4 separate regions of the Gossypium hirsutum genome follow, and regions 1, 3 and 4 are each linked to region 2. A link is a contact called in public Hi-C data. All regions are on one chromosome and are shown on one strand. The core of a region is the stretch at or near the end of the contact, and the rest is flanking DNA. Distances in the headings are between cores, read along the strand shown. Region 1 holds the start of LOC107945342 (prostamide/prostaglandin F synthase). Region 2 holds the start of LOC107935191 (U-box domain-containing protein 30). Region 3 holds the start of LOC107941190 (basic leucine zipper 4). Region 4 holds the start of LOC107945465.

The links. A called contact is a pair of places that touch in the nucleus more often than the background predicts.
Region 1: a Hi-C map of leaf shows a contact between it and region 2, with 2.4 times the contacts expected there. The contact joins the promoter of LOC107945342 here to the promoter of LOC107935191 in region 2. A contact is called at or near these places in 3 of 34 Hi-C or Micro-C datasets (anther and leaf).
Region 3: a contact with region 2 is called in a Hi-C map of leaf, with 1.9 times the contacts expected there. The contact joins the promoter of LOC107941190 here to the promoter of LOC107935191 in region 2. A contact is called at or near these places in 8 of 34 Hi-C or Micro-C datasets (anther, hypocotyl, leaf and 1 more).
Region 4: a Hi-C map of leaf shows a contact between it and region 2, with 2.0 times the contacts expected there. The contact joins the promoter of LOC107945465 here to the promoter of LOC107935191 in region 2. A contact is called at or near these places in 8 of 34 Hi-C or Micro-C datasets (anther, hypocotyl, leaf and 1 more).

What each region holds. Positions count from the first base shown.
Region 1 is chrD12:26,685,108-26,687,807 of Gossypium_hirsutum_v2.1, reverse strand. LOC107945342 (prostamide/prostaglandin F synthase) reads left to right here and starts at 1,415. Exons shown (of 7, transcript XM_041107972.1): 1 at 1,415-1,633; 2 at 1,715-1,761; 3 at 1,875-1,989; 4 at 2,072-2,116; 5 at 2,184-2,243; 6 at 2,390-2,485; 7 at 2,564-2,700. The coding sequence starts at 1,415. The coding sequence ends at 2,680.
Region 2 is chrD12:27,089,289-27,091,988 of Gossypium_hirsutum_v2.1, reverse strand. It overlaps LOC107935191 (U-box domain-containing protein 30), which reads left to right and starts at 1,418. Exons shown (of 1, transcript XM_016867760.2): 1 at 1,418-2,700. The coding sequence starts at 2,037.
Region 3 is chrD12:26,804,688-26,807,387 of Gossypium_hirsutum_v2.1, reverse strand. LOC107941190 (basic leucine zipper 4) reads left to right here and starts at 1,361. Exons shown (of 1, transcript XM_016874742.2): 1 at 1,361-2,245. The coding sequence starts at 1,421. The coding sequence ends at 1,960.
Region 4 is chrD12:27,354,305-27,357,004 of Gossypium_hirsutum_v2.1, reverse strand. It overlaps LOC107945465, which reads right to left and starts at 1,264. Exons shown (of 10, transcript XM_016879481.2): 1 at 173-1,264. The coding sequence starts at 554.

The DNA.
Region 1 (2,700 bases), core at 166-2,665, 400 kb after region 2:
GCAAAGGGTGGTGGTGCAGGGCTGATGTGCGGCGGCTAGGGTTGAAGGTTGTATGCTGCTAGGGTTGCTGCTGGAATTTAGTTAGTGGGCTGTTTAGTTTGGGTTAGGTGTTGGGCCATTCTAGGTTTAGTTGGGCCCGGGCATTATTGGGTTTGTACAAATTTTACCTAGCAAGGTTTGGTTTTTTAGCTAAAGATTGCTTCATGATCTGCCACCAATTTGAGGGCCCCAAGGTACTGAAGATGATATTCACCCTTTTATGGACACGCGTTGCTTTCAATCGGCCCAGTTTCGGCTTCGTTAGAGGGCACCAATTTGATTAGAAGTGGTTACATGGACACAACCATGATGGAAGCCTAGCAATACTCTTCAAGGGCCAATGGCTATTTGATTTATAGGTTAGATATGTTGAAATCGAGATTGGGATATGTAATGGTAGAGATTTATTCTATACAAATGTCTACGCTGCTAAATTTCATTTATCAATTCTGTTTATTGTAAATATAAATTCAAATTTGAGTATAATTTTTTTCGTATAGTATATGAAATTAGACCAAATTTGTTTTAGCTCTATCAATTAATTCATGTCATTGGATGATTTGAGAAATGGGAAATTTAAAATGCTCGGGGATGAAAATGGAAAAATATCTACAATATCTAGGCTGAATCAGATGTAATTTGAAAGATTTTGTGCGTTCATGGAATAGGTTTCCAAAAATTGAAGATACAATGCAAGAAATTGAATTTCAATTTATTTGTGGAAACATATCAATTGGTGGAACCATGATAAAGTTTTAAGGTTCAAATTGATATTTAAGGGTTTTTTTATCCAATTAGGTACTTGAACTTGGCTTCATAATTCAAATTGGTTCAAATAAGTCATTCATTGTAAATATTAATTTGGACCAAAAAAAAAGCTTTAAGTTAAAAAAACTAAATTCAAGTATTTAATTTAGGTACCAATTTAAAACTTAGAAGGAAGTTTAAGTTGGGTGGCAGTCAATGGCTCATCAGTTATCTAATTAAGGAATCATTGAGCAGTCTAATGGCAATACTGCCACGAAAAGATGAAGATAGTTGGTAAAAACTCTTAGAAAGGAAATAATATTGGACTTGAAAAAAAGAAGTGATTTAGTGGGCTAGATCCCACCCAATTGAAAACCTAATCCAAATAAGCAGCCCACACAATAAAAACGTTAATGATCTCTCAACCACCATTCCAGCAACAAGAAATTCCTCCCTCCACAAATTTCATCAAATAAAATTGGGGTCAAAACAAATCGACCATTTTTTGTTTCTTGGAAAGTTTCCAGTTTCCCACCCTCTGTATCCCTACAATGACCACCTTACCTTCACAAAACCTGCAATCGGTGCGACCTCTATGTTTTTCTTCACTCAATTCTCTTAAATTTGGATCTCAAACTCCTTCATTGAAATTCCCCATTCTTCTCCTATAAAATTAAAACCAGCCAAGCTTTTCACAAGCAATAATGGCACCGACAACTCTGGGGTCGTGGGAAAAGCCTCTGCCTCTGAATTCAGTGCAGATATAGGTGACGTCCTTGGGGATGTTACCATTTTCACTGCTGCTGATCAGCCTGTCTTTCTCAAAGACCTTTGGGACCAAAACCAAGTAAATTTTACTCCTTTCTTATTGCTAAAAACTTGCTCCGATCTTAGCCTTTTACTAATTTCTTCTCTTCACCCCCAACAGGGAATTGCAGTTGTTGCACTTCTACGCCATTTCGGATGCCCTTGTTGGTACTCACTCCACTGGGAGTTTATTTATTTATTTATTTATTTATTTATTTATTGTGTGTGTAAATTTATATGATTCATTGCTAAACAAGTTATGTTCTTTGATTCATTATTAGCTGGGAACTTGCTTTAGGATTGGAAGAAGCAAAAGCAAGATTTGAATCGGCTGGAGTTAAACTGATTGCAATCGGCGTTGGTACACCTAACAAAGCACGTTTGCTTGCAGAACGGGTACCATTGATACCAAATTTATTATTATTATAATTATTGTTGTTAACAAATTTCTTAAGTTGGCTCACTGAAATTGATTCAGCTACCATTTCCAATGGATTGCCTTTACGCTGATCCAAACCGGGAGGTAATATCACAGTGTTAATGGATCCATATTTTCCCTTTACTTGGTTTTTTAACATTCTCCTTCTCAGGCATATGATATTTTGGGCCTATATTATGGCTTTGGTCGTACGTTTTTCAACCCAGCAAGTGTACATCTCTTTTCCATTCTCTGCAGTATTTTGTTCTCGATTTTTCAGATTTCAGTAATTTTGGACACAAACATCTATTACATTGATGGAGTGTAAAAATAAATCAAACACATGCTTGTCAATCATACACTGTCTATGTCGTGCAGACTAAAGTGTTTTCAAGATTTGAGTCCCTGCAAGAAGCTGTAAAAAACTATACAATTGAGGCCACCCCTGACGAAACAAGTAGTGTACTGCAAGAGGTAAGCCTAATTTCATTTTAGCTTGTATAAGCCTAAATTCAATGTTATAATATAAGTTTTCCTCTTTGGTACTATCAGGGAGGGATGTTTGTGTTCAAAGGTAAACAACTGTTATATGCTCATAAAGATGAAGGAACAGGTGACCATGCACCTTTAGATCAAGTGTTTGATATATGTTGCAAAGTTCCAGCATAATGATAAAGTTAAAATACATC
Region 2 (2,700 bases), core at 169-2,668:
CGAGAATAATTTTTTTTAAAAAAATACTGATATTTGAATTTTAGATTACTTTTTAAAAATTATTATATAAATAAAATTGAATTAAATTTTTTAAAATATTTAGAATATTGACAACTATGAAGGTTTTAAATTTCGTAAATCAAATTTTAATATATAAATAATTGTTGTGTTAATATATTACTTAAAAACATATAAGTCCAAAAAAAACAAAGCTGTCCAGTATTAATAGCCAATTAATCTAATTAATTCCAACCTCACCCATCGAGTTTGCGAACTACTCAAATATTTATTATTTTATTACACTTTAATGCAATTAATTAAATAATAATTATGAGAAGCGGCTCCCAACCAACACTTTGCAGCCCTTACCACCCAAATTTCAAATCCTAATTATAGACCATATTGTATTTGGTCAATAATTATTAATATTTGCATATGAATTATTAAAAAAAAAATCTGGAAAAACGAGGGAGCGTGAAATACTTATGATATTATGCTGAACACTCACTGTACCATGGCACAGAAAAATAAACAAATACTAATTTCAAGTCATTATTAAAAAAGAGGCAGGGCTCTCGTGTCTACGTGGCAGGTGGTGATTGGTTAGATCTGGAAGTGGGGGCAAAGGCAGTCAACGCAAAGACCGGAAAAGTGAAGCAGCACAGGCGTGCAGTCAAAGCAAAACTGTCACGGTCAAAATGCTTTGCTGGCACTTTACCTAAAATAAATAAACACATGAAATTATTTTTCTTTTTAAAAATAAAAAAAGTAGGGCCCCCATAATTCTTTTAGGTAAATAAAATTTCTATAAATGAGTAGTTATAAATAATATAAGAATGACATTAAAGAACTGAAAATAGATGATGATTAATTTTGAAATTAGATTTTGTCCACATAACATATGTGGATGAAGTTTCTTAAGTTGAAAAGAGATTCCTTTTAGCTACAACAACAAACATTAAAATCAAAATCTTGAATCCATTCATTAGTTCAATTTATTAATGAAAACTAACTTTTTAGTAACATCACTGTTAAATTAAAAGTAATAGCCGGGAGATTACGGCAAAGAATTGATATGACTGCACGTGTGGTGTGCGGGTCGGATGGCTTGATTGCCGGTAACTTGGTAATTTCAACTTTCGCTTCTTTCTTTCTTTTTTTTACTCTGGTAAAATATTAGGGGAAAAAAAGGTCATTTCATGGAAAAAAAAAAGAAAAAAAGAAGAAGCAATGCATTAATATATTAAGATATCTCATTAATAATTAATTTTTATTATTTTTCGTGAAGGTTTTTTTTAATAATTTTAAAATTATTTTATTTTTATCCAGCAAACAACTGCCCCAAAAGAAGAGCAGTAGGGAAGCCTTTGCAGGACATGGCTTTCTCTGTTCTTTTTCTCTCCATTTTGTGGTAAGGCCTGTTTTCACAATAAGTTGATTCTCTTCACTAAATTCTTGAAGCTTTTTCATTTTTTTCTTGTTTGGGTTTTCCCCCCCTAATTTTTCTGTACCATTAATGGTTGGGTTTAGAGGAAAAAGGGCTAATTGATTAGCTTTTGTACTACTCTTTTAACTGTTTATCTTTGACTGCTTTCTTTTACTAGTATCTTTCTTTTCTATGCCTACTTATTTTTGCTGTTTTGGGGGGCTTGATGATGGGAAGCTTGTACAAGAAGTGAAAGATGGGAGCTTGGTTATTGTGTGTTTATTCGTGATATTATTGTTATTATGATGGACTTTTGACCCTAGAAAAAGAGATCAGGATAAAGCAAAATAGATGTGTGAGTTTGTAGGGAGAAAAAGAAGGTATATTTCTTGCTTTATGATTTGTCAATGAGAGAGGAATTGATTGGAAATATACAAGTTCCATTCTTTTTTCATAATGTGGGTTGAAGGGTGCTTGTCAGTGCAGTGAATTTAGAGCTTGTTGTGGGTAGTGTAGAGGGGTTTTAAAAATAATCCTTCTTTTTTGGTACCTTGAGAATCTGTGTTGCTTTATCTCTTTTTTTTCGGAAAAAGAAGGGCGGGTTTCAAAGATGCCCATGTTTCAACCCTCAAAGACGGATGGGGTGGTTGTTGCTGCATTTGATGGTAGTGGTGATGGGCAAGTTCTGGATCTGGATACTGCTGTTAAAGATGGGGTTTTGGGTGGTGTTGGTGGTGGAGTCATTGGTGCTGCCGTTGGTGAGAAATTAGATCTGAAGAAAATGATTGAAGAGCTTGATTTACCTGAGATTCCTTCTGTGTTTATTTGTCCCATCTCTCTTGAGCCAATGCAAGACCCTGTAACTCTTTGCACTGGCCAAACATATGAGAGGTCCAACATTCTCAAATGGTTCAATTTGGGGCACTATACTTGCCCCACTACAATGCAAGAACTCTGGGATGATTCTGTTACCCCAAATAGAACCCTTTACCATTTGATTTACACTTGGTTTTCGCAGAAATATTTGCTTATGAAGAAGAGATCCGAGGATGTACAAGGAAGGGTAAGTGAGCTTCTTCAGACCTTGAAGAAGGCTAAAGGTCAGGCCAGGATTCAAGCCTTGAAGGAGCTTAAGCAAGTTGTGGCTGCACGTGCAACAGCAATGAAGACAGTGGTTGATGAAGGTGGAGTTTCTCTAATTTCATCCTTGTTAGGTCCATTTACTTCCCATGCTGTTGGTTCAGAGGCGATTGCCGTTCTTGTCAATTTGGAGC
Region 3 (2,700 bases), core at 112-2,611, 280 kb after region 2:
ATATAAATTTACACAGAATTAAACTTAAATTGAGAGCTCAAAGACAAAGGTTGAGTAAAAAAGATAACAAAAAATTTACAAGAGTGGGACTTAAACCCCTAATCTCAAACACACAATCAAGGCTCCAGACCACTGAAGTAAATACGTATCTTATGACTAAATTTAACAAACAAAAGTTCAAAATTTTGAGGCATTACATTGAAGGTTAAAGTTATTGGATTTTTTTTAGAATTTGAATATAATTTTGTAAGCATTGATAGCTAAATTTTTTGAATTTTTTTAATATTTAAGATCAAATTGATAGAATGTCTAAACATCAGAGGGTTGCATTTGTTATTAGACCAATAAAAAAAGGGCATTCTGTCACTCATCTAATGGCAACTAATGGGGGAATGATTAAAATATTTAATTTCAAAAAGTTTAGTGATTAAATAAATAAAAAAAGCCAATAGCTAAGCGACTAAAATAGAACTAAAGACATAGTTGGGTGACTATTTTTATAGTTTACCCTTAATTGTTGTATATAATCTGATTTATATACTAAATACATATGTTTATGTTTAAACTTTTAAGAGTGGGGATGGGCGAAGAATTTTAAATTTTTAGAGATTTTTAAAATGTTAGTATTTTAGAATTCATAAATTCAAAATGGTAATAATTGTAATTGATTGTTTTGGATAAATAGTTCTTTTATGAAAACTTGAATTAATGAAATTTTACAAACTACAAATATAATTATAAAAGAAAAATAATAATATAGAAAATATTCAATATTGAATATCATTAGATTTGTAAAAATTATAAATAATTTAAAAAAAACTAAAATTATGAAAAATATTTTTTTGAAAGTGACCTTTTATTTGTATTTATAGTGGGACCATGTGTATTAAAAATAAAATAATGAAATTTGAAAAAAAAAGGAATTGAGTGAGTTAAATCCGATATCAAAATTCCTCCTAAAATTATTAATTTCTAAATTATTTTTACCGAAACAAGACTCTAGATCCTTGGTTGAAAATTTTGGAGAATGATCCATGAGGAAGTAGGAATTTATGTGATGTTCCTTCCATTCAGGAACTTCCTCAGAAGCAGGAACTTAAATTTCTTTTACATTCCTGTTCATTTGTTGAATTAAATTAATTATGGGGTAATGATGCCCCCCCATAAATGTTTGATTAAATTGTAATAAAATTTAAAAGTAGGCCTCATGGATGGACATGATCGAATGCTTTTGATCTGGTGGAGACTTGAACCATCTATCTACTCCCACCCATCACCTAAATAAATGGCTTTTTTATTAACTCTACTTTATTGATAATATTACAAAACTACCCTTGAGCTGCCCATAAATACATGCCTCCTACGCTGCATTTCTTCCCTTTACCTTCCCCATGTATGTTTGTTATTCTTAAAGGAAGCCATGTTGTCCACTGTTCCGGCCATTATTTCCTCCAATCCCATGATACAAAGTGATCCATTTCCCTCTCTCCAAAGCGCTTGGGATTGCTCCCAACTTTTTTCCAATACCCAGTCAGTAGGACCCGCTCCGATTGAACCGAACCAAACCCAAGCCCACTCCAATTCCGGTTTGGACGAATCAAACCAAACGCTTTCCATCATCGATGAACGAAAGAGAAGACGCATGATATCGAACCGGGAATCGGCCAGGAGGTCACGGATGCGTAAACGGAATCATTTAGAAAACCTAAGGAACCAGGCGAACCGGCTTAGAATCGAGAACCGAGAACTGACTAACCGTTTGAGGTTCCTTTTGTACCACTGTCATCGTGTAAGGACTGACAACGACCGCCTCCGATCTGAGTCCACTGTGCTCCGACAAAAATTGTCGGACATGCATCAAATTTTGCTATTCAAGCAGCTGCAGCAGTTTTCATCTGCATGGCCATGCAATAACGTGACTGTCATGTCCGAACAAATTCCACCACCATTAATCATCTAAACGCATTCACAATAAAACTACATTAAATTTCTCTCCAAAAGGGAGAAACTAGCTATCTCTTTCTGTAAATTAAAATGGTGTTAGAGAAAGAAAATGGATGGGTTTCTGTAAATTAAAAGAGATACGAAACCACACAGTATTGTAGTGTAGAAATAAGTTGAGTCAGTGTTTGGCTTTTGTCAACGTTATTTTTGTTTTCTTCTTTTTTGTTGTTAGCTTTGAAAAATCCCTCCCACTATACGTTTAATGCAATATGGCAAATCATTGAAACTTACTTTTTTATTATTTTATATAATCTCATCCCATTGTCTCAAAGTTATCATTTAATTTTGGGTTTCATTTCATCACTCCATTGAGTTTGGAGACACAAATTTCTAAGATACCTTTCTCTAATATTATATATGATAAAATATATTGGTCTTCGTAAACTATTTAAATTCGATTCGATGATTATCGAACTAAATTCAAGCTGTTCACAAGCTATATTGAATTTTTTATTTTTTTCATATTGTTAAATTATGTAAATTTTGAGTTGAGTTCAAGTTTAAATGCAAAAATTAATAAATAAATTTAATCGAGCTCGAACTTGAAAATAAATTTTAAAATTTGAGTCAAATATTAAGCTTTAAATTTCAAATCGAGTTCGAACTTAATGATATTCGGGCTCGGCTCAATTTGATTATGCTCCTAAGAAAAAAGAAAAGTTATTGAAGGGTAAGGTTGCCCTTCCCTTTGGCATA
Region 4 (2,700 bases), core at 15-2,514, 270 kb before region 2:
AGACAACCCAACCAACTAAAGCTATATGAACATTTGATTCCTTATCCATCTAATTTCATCAAGATTTAACTCTTTAACCACTAAAAGGCAAAAAGAAAACCCTAATTCATAGAATTCAGAGAGTTAAGATAAACATGCAAGAAGTAAGAAAGAAAAAGAAGGCAGAGAGTACCCAAAGAAAGTTTCTGGGCAGATGCAAAGGAGGAAAAACTTGAAAGAAGGAAGAAGATAAGGCAGAGAAGCAAAGCAGAGGGGAGGTCCCGTTTCCTGGTACCCATTGTTGAGTCGGACTTGAGAAATTGAGGAAAGCATGCATAGGCAGGACTTTGAAAATACAGTCGGAGTCGGAACCGGTCGTTTTGGTGTCTGCTCGATGGCTTTCTTGTCTTTGGTGGTGCCTTTTTAGCTCTTTTATTAGTAGCGTCGTTTTGGTCTTTTTTCACTCCAACACCAAACTTAGAACCCACTGTAACGGACCCAACTTCCAAAACACCGAAAATTAAGAGACATAGATGATAGCTTAAAGCATTCACAACATCATAGTCATAGTCCATGCTTTTGTAACATCTTACCCATTCTTTGATTGTTCACTGGCATTCAACATCAACAATTCATTAATTTAACTTAGCTAATTTACCTGGTGTTGTTGTTGAGTTTCAATTGGTACCTTCTGATATAAAGTGCTTTCTGGACACTGATATCAGTTGCCCAAACTTTGCAAAGGTAACAATAATAGTTCTGTAATATGGCTTAGTTAGCAGCTCGAGTTATCTAAACAGAGTCTAAAACACAAGTAAAAACTAAAAACATAACTTCATTTCTCAAACCTCAAACTCAATGTTTAAAACAAAACAAAAAAAAGTACACACACTCAAATCCAGCCAAAAACCAAGCAACCCGTCATTCCCTCATCTACAATACACATCAAGAGTCAAGAAATTGCTTAAATTTTCAAGTACCTATTTTCACTTGAGTCTGTCTTGATCTTTGTTTTGTTTCTCCATTTTTGATGCAGACGTGAGGAGGAGAACGAAGGACTAAGCAAGGATTAGAAGTTAGATCTTAGATTCATGAGATTTTTATGGGAGAAAGTTTTATGGAATAGGGAGTTTTGGGGGTAAGAAAGAGAGTTTTCTAACTTTCTGTTTCGGACAGAACGAAAAAATGAAACAAAAACAAATGCTGGAAAAAAATAGAAGGTTATAATTTGGGAATCAAGCCCGCTTTCTAAACAGGGTGTGGAAGATTTTTTCGGCCTGACCCGGCTCCTTCTGAATTTGTTTAGATATCCTTTTATTGTTATTTGCTATTATTTTGTTATTATTTGCTGTATTTTTTATTCATTCATCTAAGCTCGAAAGCTGTTTGAAAAGTGAGAGTGTTTTGGTAAAATACAGGCTTAAAAAATTAGATTAGATAAAAAAATAGATATTGGGTAAGATTTTTTTGACCTGTCAGGCTTGGCTCGAATATACCTAAATGTTTTTTGTACTGCTATTTTGTTGTTGTTTGTTGCTATTTTGATGATATTTTACTCTCATTTTATTATTATATTGGTACTATTTTATTGTTATTATTTGAATATTATATTAGTGTTATTTAAATATAAAGATTTTTTAAATATATTTTCAATGTTTGAGAAAAAAATTATTTTAATATTTTTAGTGTGTTTAATGTATTATATTTTTAATATTTATTTTTATATAAAAATAATACATAAAAAAATTAATACAAATAGATCGGATCGAGTTTAAGTAAAATTTTAAGTGTGATTTTTAAGTTAAGTTAGACTCAAATTTAGAAAACAAACTTAAAATTTTAGATTAGTTCCGCCGGACCCATGTTTGGGTATAATCGTGATGGGGGCCATGATGTTTTTTATGGGTTTGGCCTAAGTTTGGGGATTTGGGTATTTGAGTGGGAATGGGTAGGTAGATTATGGGTGGGTGGCTGATGGTATTTGGACTTTGGGTTGATTTTGTGTTTAAACATAGTTTTCATTTAATATTTTTATGGTTTACTTGATTATGAGTTATATTTGTTAGTTATTTTAATGGGTTATTTAATGATTACTTATATTTGTTTATTATTTTGGTTTGGTTATTTGATTGTTATTTTTTATATTATTAATAATTATAGTTATGAAATTATGATTATTGTATAACTAATCATAAAATATGCCATCATGTATTTAAAATTTTTTATATTTAATTTTAGTTAAAAGTTTAATATAAAAAATAATTAAAAGGTTTAATTTATTAAAAACCTTATGGATTATTATTTTTATATTTTCGTTTTCTATCTTGAAATTTAAGTTAAAGGTTTAAATTTTTTATAATTTAATTTTATTTAAAGGTTTAATATAAAAAAATTGTTCAAGGTTTAATTTATTAAAAAATTATGCATTATAATTTGAGGTAGATTTAATTTAAAGGGTGCATCAAGCGAAGATATAGGATGGCATTTTAGATTTCTTATGCCAAATATGAAAGGAAACATGTAAACTACGTGGAAAAGTTAAAAGGAGGAATAACACGATTTAAAATTTCCATTGCTTATAAAACCAACAATGTTGCACAATGCCCAAATGTAACTAATATATGATATTTTGTATGTTTTTTTAAATTTTATAATTTTAAATTTATCAATAAATATTATATAATAATATAAATGTGTGAATCATTAACATTTTTATTTTCT